Regions from separate parts of the Mus musculus genome. Here regions 1, 2 and 4 are each linked to region 3. A link is a contact called in public Hi-C and promoter capture Hi-C data. All regions are on one chromosome and are shown on one strand. The core of a region is the stretch at or near the end of the contact, and the rest is flanking DNA. Distances in the headings are between cores, read along the strand shown.

Evidence for each region. Promoter capture Hi-C pulls out the DNA fragments that hold promoters and counts their contacts. Hi-C and Micro-C count contacts between places; a contact is called where the count stands out from the background.
Region 1: a promoter capture Hi-C map of pre-B cells shows a contact between it and region 3. The contact joins the promoter of Wdr60 here to the promoter of Sp4 in region 3. A contact is called at or near these places in 4 of 39 promoter capture datasets (the C10 cell line, hematopoietic stem and progenitor cells, hippocampal neurons and 1 more) and 1 of 9 other capture datasets (adipose tissue).
Region 2: a contact with region 3 is called in a promoter capture Hi-C map of pre-B cells, with 3 times the contacts expected there. The contact joins the promoter of Esyt2 here to the promoter of Sp4 in region 3. A contact is called at or near these places in 4 of 39 promoter capture datasets (the C10 cell line, hematopoietic stem and progenitor cells, hippocampal neurons and 1 more), 5 of 484 Hi-C or Micro-C datasets (cerebellum, embryonic stem cells and uterus) and 2 of 9 other capture datasets (adipose tissue and liver).
Region 4: a Hi-C map of uterus shows a contact between it and region 3. The contact joins the promoter of Zfp386 here to the promoter of Sp4 in region 3. A contact is called at or near these places in 2 of 39 promoter capture datasets (the 3T3-L1 cell line and pre-B cells), 2 of 484 Hi-C or Micro-C datasets (muscle stem cells and uterus), 1 of 115 datasets of contacts at active chromatin or transcription factors (astrocytes) and 1 of 9 other capture datasets (liver).

The regions. Positions count from the first base shown.
Region 1 is chr12:116,261,614-116,264,313 of GRCm38.p6, reverse strand. It overlaps Wdr60 (WD repeat domain 60), which reads left to right and starts at 1,289. Exons shown (of 22, transcript NM_146039.3): 1 at 1,289-1,463. The coding sequence starts at 1,449.
Region 2 is chr12:116,279,772-116,282,471 of GRCm38.p6, reverse strand. Esyt2 (extended synaptotagmin-like protein 2) reads right to left here and starts at 1,250. Exons shown (of 22, transcript NM_028731.5): 1 at 800-1,250. The coding sequence starts at 1,129.
Region 3 is chr12:118,300,065-118,302,764 of GRCm38.p6, reverse strand. It overlaps Sp4 (trans-acting transcription factor 4), which reads left to right and starts at 1,325. Exons shown (of 6, transcript NM_009239.4): 1 at 1,325-1,538; 2 at 1,957-2,066; 3 at 2,573-2,700. The coding sequence starts at 1,532.
Region 4 is chr12:116,046,455-116,049,154 of GRCm38.p6, reverse strand. Zfp386 (zinc finger protein 386 (Kruppel-like)) reads right to left here and starts at 1,431. Exons shown (of 3, transcript NM_019565.4): 1 at 1,289-1,431. The coding sequence starts at 1,297.

The DNA of each region.
Region 1 (2,700 bases), core at 40-2,539, 2.0 Mb after region 3:
TAGGCGACTGCAGTGAGCAGAGAGTGGTGTTCCTTACTCGATCCTTCCCCTTCATTACCTGACTTTATTCTTTCCCCATGAACCTATCCCAACATCCAACTATAGCACCTGTCTCCCATTTGAATGCTTTGTAGCTTCACATTAAGAAGTTTTGTGTCATGACATTCAATACCCTTCACAAATTTGCACACACCTCCCTTTTCATCTCTAGCCATCTCTCCAGTCATGAAATCCAGACCCTTTGTTACAGGTGTGCTCTGCTCATTAAAGAAGCTTCTAATCACATGTGGGCTTTGGGTACTTGGGAGGTGGCTAGTCTTGACATATTCTGTAAGTAAAGAATTTTGAAGACACTACAAGTTTTTAAAAATACGTTAATACTTCAAATATATACTGCACGTTAAAGTGATAACAGTTTATGCCTGTCTCTGGTAAAATATACTATTAAATTTAACCTTTTTCAACTTTTGAAAATGTAGCTCCTGGGGTTGGGGAGATAGCTCCGTAGATAAAGCATTTGTCATGCAAGCACGCAGACCAGGGTCTGGATCACCATCACCCACGTAAAAGTCAGATGGGGCAGCCTGCTTCTAACCTCAGTGCTCATGAGGCAGAAATGGCCATAGGCAAGAACCAGTAAAATTCTGTAAGAACTGGACCAAAATAAACCACAGCCAACACCAAGATTACCTTCCCTCTAAGAAATGTACTGGATTAGTAGAAACAAAGATAATAGACCTTAAGCAAAGATGAAAGACTTAATGTATGTTAGTACCTTTTGTATGACAAGGATTTGGCTTAGTGACCTTTGTGTGGTGTTAAGTGAGTGGAAAGTCAAATTCTAACGTGGGTTACAGTAATATGTAACTTAGAAAAGTGTGCGAATAGTAAACTTCTCATCTGCAGAAAAAGCTCAGAATGCTAACATACGATCTAGATACTTCCTAAGTATCGCTAGGCAGACAGCCTAGTCTTGAACTCACAAAGATCCTTCTGCCTTGTCTCCATTGTAATAGAATTAACTAAAGGTGTGCGCTGCCGCAGTTGGCCACAAATGATTTTCATGAAAAGACAGTCTATAGGGTGTGAGTTGAGGAGGCAAAGCCTTGTTCAAGTATAAAGCTCAATCACCGTTTCCTTCCCATCTCTCGTTGTCAACTGTGAGGGTCAAAGAAGGATCAGACAAAGAAACTCAAGACATAAGAAAAGGCTCCTGCGTGTTTGCAGAAAACACGGGCGCGCAGGCGCGCGTGCTGGGGACGGCCGCGGGGCATGCTGGGCCAGCGCCTTCGGCCCGTTGCTAGGAGGCGGGGACGCCGGCCCTCCTGGGACCCAAGTCGCAGCAGGCCTGGCTGGCTGGTAGAGCTGAGCGACGGCGGGTTTATCTTCCTCCGGTGGCCCGCGCCTGCTGGGCCGAGGACACGCGGCTGTCCCGGCCTCGAGGAGCGATGGAGCCTGGGAAGGTCGGTGCGCCGCGGGGCCCAGCCTGGTCCGGCCCGCGCCCCCATTACCCCCCTCTTTCTTGGCAATGGAGATCGGGTTCCTCCTGGGCCTGCACTTAGGAGAGAGCTGGAGGCGGAGTTTGGGTCGAGGTCTCAGCTCTGCTGTTGCCTCTCACTTCTTAGCTCCAGGTGCGGTTTGTGGAGGAGTTTCTGGACTCATCCAGAGGCGAGGCTGAGTGTCAACTTCAGGAAGGCACAGGACTCCTGAAAAAAAAGTGCCGCAAGGTGAAACATGAGTCTCGTTAAGGTAGAAGGTTGTTGACTTTAACTTTGGTAGGTCGTTTATATCAAAAATCCATCTCTTAGGTTTTCCGGTTTGGTGCAATACAGGTTTTTAAAGTATGTCCTTATGGCCCTATTAACAACTCATGATAAATCCTATGAATTACCTTAGCGTCTATTATAAAGGACCCTTGTCTGCTTTAATTAATTTAGGTCTTCTCTTTCCATCTTTTAGTTTACTGGGTAAAAGTTTGCCCATTTTGTTGATCTTTCTGAAAGAGTCAGCTCTTTAGTTTCATTGATTCTTCGTACTGGTTTGTGTTGTTACAGTTTCTTTGATTTCAGTCCTGAGTTTGATTTTTTTTTTTTTGTGCCATCTACTCTTTTGGGGTTATTATTTCTTCTTGTTTTTCTAGGGCTTTCAGGTGCATCATGAAATTACCAATATAAAACCTCTCTAGTTTTTTGGTGGAGACACTTGGTGCTATGAACTTTCGTCTTACAAACTGTGTTCATTGTGCCCTGTAGGTTTGGCTATGTTGAATTTTTATTCAGTTTTAAAAAGTTTATTTTCCTCTGTGATTTTTGTTTTGACTCAATTTTCATTCAGTAGTAAGTTGTTCAGTGTCCATGAGTTTGTTTGGTATTGTTGATATTCAGCTTTACTCCATGGTGGTCAGATAGGATTCAGGGTGCTATTTCAGTTTTCTTATATGTATTGAGGCTTGCCTTGTGTTCTAATATGTGATCATGAGCTTTGGAAAAGAAAGAATATTCTTTAGAGTTTGGGTGGGATATTTGTGTGTGTGTTTGTCTGTCAATTTGACTTACGATATTTTTTGTTTGTTTTGTTTTTTCATTTGCTTTTTTAAACTCCAGCAACTTCTCTGTTTAGTTTTTTTTTTTTGGATGACCTGTCTGGATGGAAGTCAGGTATTGAAGCCATGCACTACCACTGTGGTTTTTATCTGTAGTA
Region 2 (2,700 bases), core at 1-2,500, 2.0 Mb after region 3:
TTTCAATTCTTCTAACATAAGCTTTTCAGGAACACTTCAATCGTGTTAGACACAACTAAGAAATGAATGAGTCTTCCTGATTTTTTTAATTAACTTCTCCCCATATTGGCTGTCACTACTTTTTAAATCAGAAAGGAGAATCTGGACGGTTCCAGGCCTGCAGCGCCATGCTTGCAAAAGGTTTACAGAATCGCTCTGGACAACTGAGATCTCATCGCCCACCAAGTGTGCTTCTGGGCGGTAGTCACTGCCAGCATGAGAGGAGGAAGAGGCCCAGCAACTAACAATGACCAGTTCTGCCAAGTTAGGAAGTATTCACTACCTGCGCACTTTGCTAGCGATGGGCGAGGAGGACTGAAAGCCAGGAAGAGGACTGAGAGCGGACACTCTCGGAGCAGATAATGACCAGGACACCTCGCCCAGGATGAGGGTGGGGACAGCAATAAGGACACCTGACTTAGGTGGGGGAGGCGGTGCGCTGACACAAGTGAGACTCGGACGCAGACCGTCGCTCAGAGCCGGGGTGGGCCACAGTGGCCAGAACTCCCGAGGAAAGCAGGTGGGCAGAGTGCTGACAGCAGACAGCAGTTTACAGCAGGAGAGGCAGACAGCAGTAAGGTCGCACACCTGACTCGGTCCGGGATCCTGGTTGTGCGGATCCCGGATCGGACGGAGATTCGGAACAAGCGGTGGCTGACACTTCACTCGGGCTGGGGCTTGAGTTCCCCACCCGTCACTGAGAAGGGGAGAAGGGTGGTGCGGACCTGACTCCGCTCAGGTCTGGGGGGGCAACACTCACCCAGGCGGGCAGGTCGCAGGCGCGCACTCCCAGGCGCACAGCTTGCTCCTCGTCCTCCAACAGCGCCAGCGCGCGGCACAGGCGGCTGGCCTTGAGGCCGCGGCTCCGGCGGCACCAGGCGAGCAGCCCGAGCGCCAGCAGCACCCAACTGAAGCTCAGCCCCAGGTAGCCCAGGGCGTACACCGGCAGCAGCAGCGCGAAGCTGCGCGCCAGCTGCCCCAGCAGCCCCGGCAAGTCCACACTCAGAGCGCTGCCCGGGGCCTCGGGCTCGGAGCGGCCCCCAGCCCGGCCAGGACCGGCCTCCGGCCCCTCGCCCCCCGCGCTACTCATCTCCAGCCGCGCTGAGCACTCCTCCCTGCCGAGGCGGGCGCGGCTCTCCCACGGACCGCAGGTCGCTCTAGCCCGCGCGCCAGCGCCCCACTGAGGGGGACCGCGGGCTCCACCGCTCCACTCCTCAAACGGGCGGGACTTGCCGTCATCACAGTGCGCAGGGCCCTCCCCCACCGAGGCCTCTCCCAGAGAGGGGCTTGCTCGGGCTGAGTGCGTGGTTTGGTGACGCAATCAGCATGCGCCCGACTCTTCCTCACTGGGATCCACTGTTCAGAGACAGCCGACCCTGAAAGAATCTAGGGCGGGGCGACGTGTCAGTCGCCAACCGGATCCCGCTCCCTCGTCCGCGCCCTCAGGAAAGATCCCCCGGCGGCGAATGGTCTGTGCCTGGTGTCATCGCGCGGTCGGACCCGCCTCTGCGCTGGGGTTGCTGTGCTGCTACTCTCCGGTCGTTACACCAAGAAGGGGCTGCAGGCGAAGCCATCACGCCAGGCAGGCCCCGCCCCTAACCTGTGAGGGCGGTTCGGTCTGCGCCCTCGGAGGGTGGGCGCCGCGCCAGGGGGACACACCCGGACTTGGCTCGCAGGGACGGCCGGAGAGGGAGGTGTGGCTTCCGCGGGTGTTGGAAGGGAGCAATGGCCCTGACTAGTGGGAAGGCTAGCGGGCTGAGTCCTTTCCAGCTTAGCGGAGAGCTCGGCGTTCGTCAGCCAACCTCTTGCCTGTCCTAGCTCCCTGGCGGAGAACTTGAACTTGCAGGTTCCTAGGGTGAGAGGATGGCTCCTGGGCCTGCCTCTGTGGAATGAGAACTTTGCGCCTGCTGCAGTAAAATTTACCTTGAGGCCTTACTGTGTGGTGGCGCCTCTGGGTCTAGTACTCCTTCAGGTCTGACTTCCCAAACAAAATGGCCCCAGTGAGCTTAGGAAAGCACAGTTGTCATGAAGATTTAAAAAAAAAAAAAAAAAAAAAAAAGGCAGCCAGGGTCCACCACCCCCTACCCCCGTCAAGGCCAAACTCTTAGGGGACATCTGAGGGGACATATGTGAAGCTTGCAAAAAAGAAAAAGGAAAAAAGGGAAGTAAGGAAAGGGAAGAGAAGAGAAAAAAAGACATCTGCTTTAAAGTTTGCTAAAGAGGAGCTGGAGAGATGGCCCAGCACCTGAGAACCCAATTCCTGAGTCAATTCCCAAAATCCACATCTGGCTGTTCACATGCACCTGTATCTAAAGCTCCATGGGATCTAATACCTCTGGTCTTCACAATCGCCTGTACACACACACACACACACACACACACACACAGAGGCATAATTTTTAAGAAAATTTTCCAGGAGGATAATTCCACGACTATGATTGTGGAATGTTGCAGATTCAGAGCCAAGTTATCCTGGGTCATACTTTGTTCCATTAGTAGCCATTCATTGCCCATCTCTTGTGTCTGATTTTATGCCACAATCCTTGTGATTCAAATATTAACCCACCACTACCTTGCACCAACACAAAGCTACCAGTGTCATCAGTATCTGAAACCTACAGAAAACAAAGTTCCCACTTTTCTGCAACCTGATGTTTTTGA
Region 3 (2,700 bases), core at 76-2,575:
TTGACAAAGTGCTTTGCGCAGCTAGCTGTGAATTCCACTTGCCTAGAAGCTTACGCTAAAACCATGACCAGAGCTGACCCACATGCAGCCAGGCTTTCCTTTGCCCGGACAACCTTGTGAGACCTCTAGGAGCGAGAAGCGCGCCAAGAACGCAGACTCTAAGGCGCACTCGTGGCCACCCTAGAAGACAAGTCACTAATCTGCACCAGCAGCCAGCCAGAGATACGACAAATAAAATGGAAGCTCCTGCTCGGTGGGAACACAGGCCTCGCGCTGAGACCGGAGGCCCCGGCAAGCTAGGTGAGCAAAGAAAGCAGGGCGAAGGGGATGTACCCCAAGTCAGCTTCATTCAAACCCCGAGGACACCAGACCCCGCCTCCCAACACCTCGGTCCGCTCAATCGCCGCGCGCTCCGGGTGTGAGCTCGCCCCGCGGGGAGCGGCTTTCAGCTGAGGGGGCGGTGGCAGAGGCGGTTCGGGCAGCCCCACTCGGCCGATAGGCCCAGGCAAACAACACCCATTTCTCCCTCCCCCCCGCGCGGGGTTCAACTCCCACTCGGCCCCGGCCACGCCCTGCTGCCACCGCCCCCTCGGGCAGCTCTAGGCTCCGCAGCCAGGCCGCGTTCGGGGGCGGGAGGAAGGCGGTGCCTCAATCGGAATAGCCGTCAAAAACTACGAGGCCCGAAAGCCTTTGCGGGAGAGGCCCGCCCGCCTCCTCCCACGACTCACTGTGCGTCAGCGGCCTCATCCAATGAGAGCCGAGCCAGGGAAAAAGGGCGCCCGGGTCCGGATGCGCCTTAGGAAAAGCCATGCTCACGCCGAGGGGGCAGCTGGCAGTCCACTCAGACCACGGGATCGCAGGGAGCTCACGCTTCCCCGCGCTCGCCCCGCTCCTCTCCCTTAAGCCTAGCTCCATGTCTTCCTTCCGCGGCCCCTCGCAGGATGCTGCGGCGCGCTTTTGAGTGGAGGGCGCCGGGAACTGAGTAGGGGGCGGGATATCCTGAGACAACAAGTTTGGCTGTATGGAGGGCCTGCCGGCAGCAAACCGCAGCTAGCTCACCGAGAGGGCACGCTCCGCGGGCCGGGAAGGCAGAAGCCGAACAGCAGCGAGCACCAGCCGGGCAAAGGGGAGGAGAAAGGGCGGCCCCAGCGCCCCGGCCCCGGCAGGTCGGCGGCCAATCCGCTGGGGGAAGGGGTGGAGAGTCGGCGGCGCCGGCGGAGGCAGGCCGAGGGGGGTGGGGAGTCGCCGCGCTCGCGCCGCCCTGGCTCCGCCCCCCGGCCCGCGCCGCCGCCCTCGCCGCGCGCCGCCGCTGTCAATCAAGGGCGAGTCAGCCGGGCTCGGGCGGAGAGAGGAGCTGCTACGCCACAGCCCAGCGGCGGCCATTCGCGGAAAAAGAGGCAGAGCCTGTGCCAGCTACAGCCTCCTCCGAGCCACCGCGGGCGGGCGGGACCGGCCTCTCCTCCCGCCTCGCCCCCACCCCCACCCACCTCTATCCCAGTGTCTCTGAGAGGGTTTGTCCTGTTAATGCGGGATGAGCGGTACGTATTCTCCACCCCCCTCGGTCTCCTTCACCGCCTCCCTTCGTCCCTCCCTCCCCAGACCCTGCTCGCTTCCCCCTCCCCCGGGGCCGCCGAGATGCTGGAAGGGGAGGAGGAGAGGGCGGGAGGGAACCAGGGGGAGGGAAGGAGGGCTGTGTTTTGTCTTAATGTCTGAGCTAGAACAACCTCCTTCTGGGTGTTGCTCTGGAGCCTATGGGTCGGGTTTCAAACCACGTTTCGTGAGAGCCCCCTCCTCCCTACCCTCCTTCTCCCCCACCCCCTGCCGGTGTGCACGGATCGCGGGTTTACGGAGATTAATGTTCAAGAGGAGGGAGGGGGAAGAAGGGAGGAGAACGAATAATAATAATCCTAATAACCTGTTGTCGTGTGTGTTGGTGGTGGTGGGGGGTTGTTGCAGATCAGAAGAAGGAGGAGGAGGAGGAGGCGGCAGCGGCGATGGCTACAGAAGGAGGGAAAACCTCTGAGCCAGAGAATAACAATAAAAAACCCAAAACCTCAGGCTCCCAGGTAAAAGCAAACGTTAAAAGAAAATTCAACACAAAGCTTTAGGGAAGAGAGGGAGTTATGCTCTTTAAGTACCCAGAAGTAAAGAACAGAATAAAAATGTTTATCCATTCAAAGCATCTTTCTGAGTGAGGAACTTAAATCGTAAATTCTTGAAGATTTCCCATCGTTGAGGCTATAACGATGTTTATATTACACCAGGAATTCAGACTGTTAGAAGAAGGTGTCTATTTTCCCAAGGGCATTTTGAGTTTAGAAGAATAACACTTTAAGAAAGTTTACCAGAAAATTCCTTTTTATTTAAACTTTATGTAATAGGACTTGCCTTTTTATTCATATAGCTTCTATCACCTGCTTTTGTTCATATTTCCTTTTTAATTCTGCTGCCTATTGAGTGTGTTCTGATACTTAGAGCTCTCAAAATAAATAACCCCCTCCCGACTGCTGTCTTCCACTAAATCCGCCCACTTTTTTCCCCTCCCTCTCCTTTCCCCTCCCATTTTGGGTAGGACTCTCAGCCCTCTCCTCTGGCTTTACTGGCAGCTACTTGCAGCAAAATAGGGACTCCTGGTGAAAATCAAGCAACTGGACAACAGCAGATTATTATAGATCCAAGCCAAGGATTGGTGCAACTTCA
Region 4 (2,700 bases), core at 182-2,681, 2.3 Mb after region 3:
CAAACAAAAGGGCTTCTAAGGTCAGAGTCTACGAGCCTGAGGGCATCCAGCTGCTCCCTCACTGCACCTCGAAGCTCAGGCTGTTGTCTAAGGAGTGGGCACAGAGGTCAATGTGTGCTAGATAATAAGCACACAGCAGTTGTGGACACAAGGTGCCAGGCCCAAGTGCAGGAAATCACTAAAGCTGAGGGTGGGGGTCACGAAAGGGGAAAAACTCAACCGAAAAACATTGTGGGAAGGTATCTGTGGCTTAGAAGGCGAAAGGAGGAGCGTACAAAAACCAAATCAAAAGACTTAAACAAACAACCAGCCTGGGTGTTGAAAGGGTGAACTGTTAAGAAGCAAAAGACGCAAAATTTCTACAAAATGGTATTCTGAGGATATCTCACATGTATGACAGCAAATGTGATTAAATGCGCAGACCTGCAAAAGACTGGACCTAACAATACTTCCTTGTCCTCACCCCTCCCTGAGGATTTGTGGGCAGTGAACAGTTGGTAAGTGGTTGAGAGATATTTTCTAGTGTCCTGTTGCCACTAATTATATGCCCGGGCTCCTGTAATTAATCCCTCGGTAAATAACCCTAACGAAGTTCCTTGGCTTACCAAACGATAGACTTTTGTCTATCCTAGAGCAGCTAGGAAAGAAGGGAGTTATCGTGGGAGAGGGACAGGAAAGAAACAATGGAGGATATGTTCAAAATACATATGCATGTGTGAAAATGCCATAATGAAACTCATTAGGATGTATAATTAATATATACTGATACAAAAACTTAAAGAAAGCCAACGATAAAGCGCCATTCATTAAATCTTTAGAAAAACGATGTCAAAAGCCATCTGATTGAAATACATCACGGTAACCCATCAGTTGATATTGATTGGGAATGGCACACAGAGTTGCAGGGTGGGGAAAGAGTTTCGGATCTGACCTATTTCTGGTACATCCACCAGGCGCAAGGGGGAAACGGGAAAACTCTGGGAGGCGAGCGGGAGCCCCGCTGCTGTCCCGCAGGAACCTCCGCCACGGAGACTGGATTATCTGATGCTCCTTCAGGCCATCTCCCGCAGTCTGCTGGCTGCAGACACAGAGGCCGCTGCAAGGCAAAGGCCTGGTAGCAAAATCAGTGTTTGCTCTGCTCCTCCCTTCCGGGGCACCCGAGGACGCCAGGTCCGTGCAGCCGCCCAACTCCGCCCTAGGCCGAGCCGACCAGGCCCGCCCGGCGCCCCCTCGGAGCGCAGACTCCCGCCTACTCAACCCTCCGCGCAGCCTCGCGACCATTGCTCACCATCTCCATGGCTCTCCTGCATCTCCAGCACCCGTGATTTCGTAAGGGCCACCGGGGCTTCCAAAAGCTGGAAAACACGCTCACATTTTCCAACACAAAGGTCGCGTACGGGATGTGGACTCGCGATATTGTCAAGGCTCTGTGAACTTGATTGGCGGGTTCTCAGCCAATACTTTTCCAGCAAAGTGACTGCCATCACTCCCGCCCCGCCCTCCTGATCTTGATTGACATCAGATAGCACCAACCCACGGCCGAATGAGGTCCGAAAGGCAAGTTCTAGGATGAACCTGTTTTTGAGGCGGGCTTCGACGGATTTAGTTTCCAGGGCGACCTGTGGCTTTTCCTTCTTCGTTATGCCTTGCGACTCATCACTTGTACTTGTGTAATCATATGGTCCACAAGTCAGGGAACATAACGACAATTAATTTTATATTTCCTAGACCATGTTTGGACTCGGATCTCCTTCCTGGGTTTTGAGATAGGAAGCATTCCCAAGTCAGCAGTGTCCAGTACAAATGAGAGGTTCAGTTTAAACTATTCTAGTGTTCATTTTAAGAAATTTAAAGAGCGGTGTGTGCTAGAGCACGCTTCATATCCGAGTGCTGAACAGGCATTAACATGTTCAGGGGCCAGTGAGGATGTACCCTTCCCTCATAATCAGCTTGAAAGGAGACCCTTCTTTCCCTGGTAGCACTAATTTTTTTAGAAAAGGAAGCATCAAACGGATGTTACAAATGGCTTGGGATATCAGGATTGTACCTAATATGATGCTAGTAGAAAAGGGAAAAATTCTTGTGTTATGCTTGCTTAAAGATTTTATTTCATATAATACAGTTTCTAATGTGACAGTTATCAAGGGCCCTTCAAGATTAATGACACTTGCTAATATATTAGTGGAGAATTTAGTAATTGATGATCCAATTATGGACTATGGCTAGAAGGATGGTTTAGAAGATAGAAAGGGTTGATGTCTTTGGTCCTAAATTCTCTTGTAATTATAATGGAAATATTAACTGCAGTAGGATGCTGCTTGCTTGCTTGTTTTCTTCCTTCCTTTCTTTTGTCAGTGACCTTTTAAATTTTTTTTAAGATTTGTTCTTATTTTGTTTATTCTTTATTCTTCTATCATATATTTTACATCCCCATGGTAGTCCTCCCCCCAACTTCCCTTCTCCCCCATATCCAACTAGCCTCCTCCCCTCAGGGAAGAGCAGACCTCCCAGGGACCAAACACTGCATACAAGCTACAATAAGACTTCACTCACATCAAGGCTGTATGAGGCAATCCAGTAGGATGGAAAGGGTCCCACAGGTAGACAACAGTATCAGTGACAACTCCTGTTCTCACTGTTAGGAATTCCACAAGAGACCAAGCTACTCAACAATAACTGATATGCAGAAGACCTAGGTCA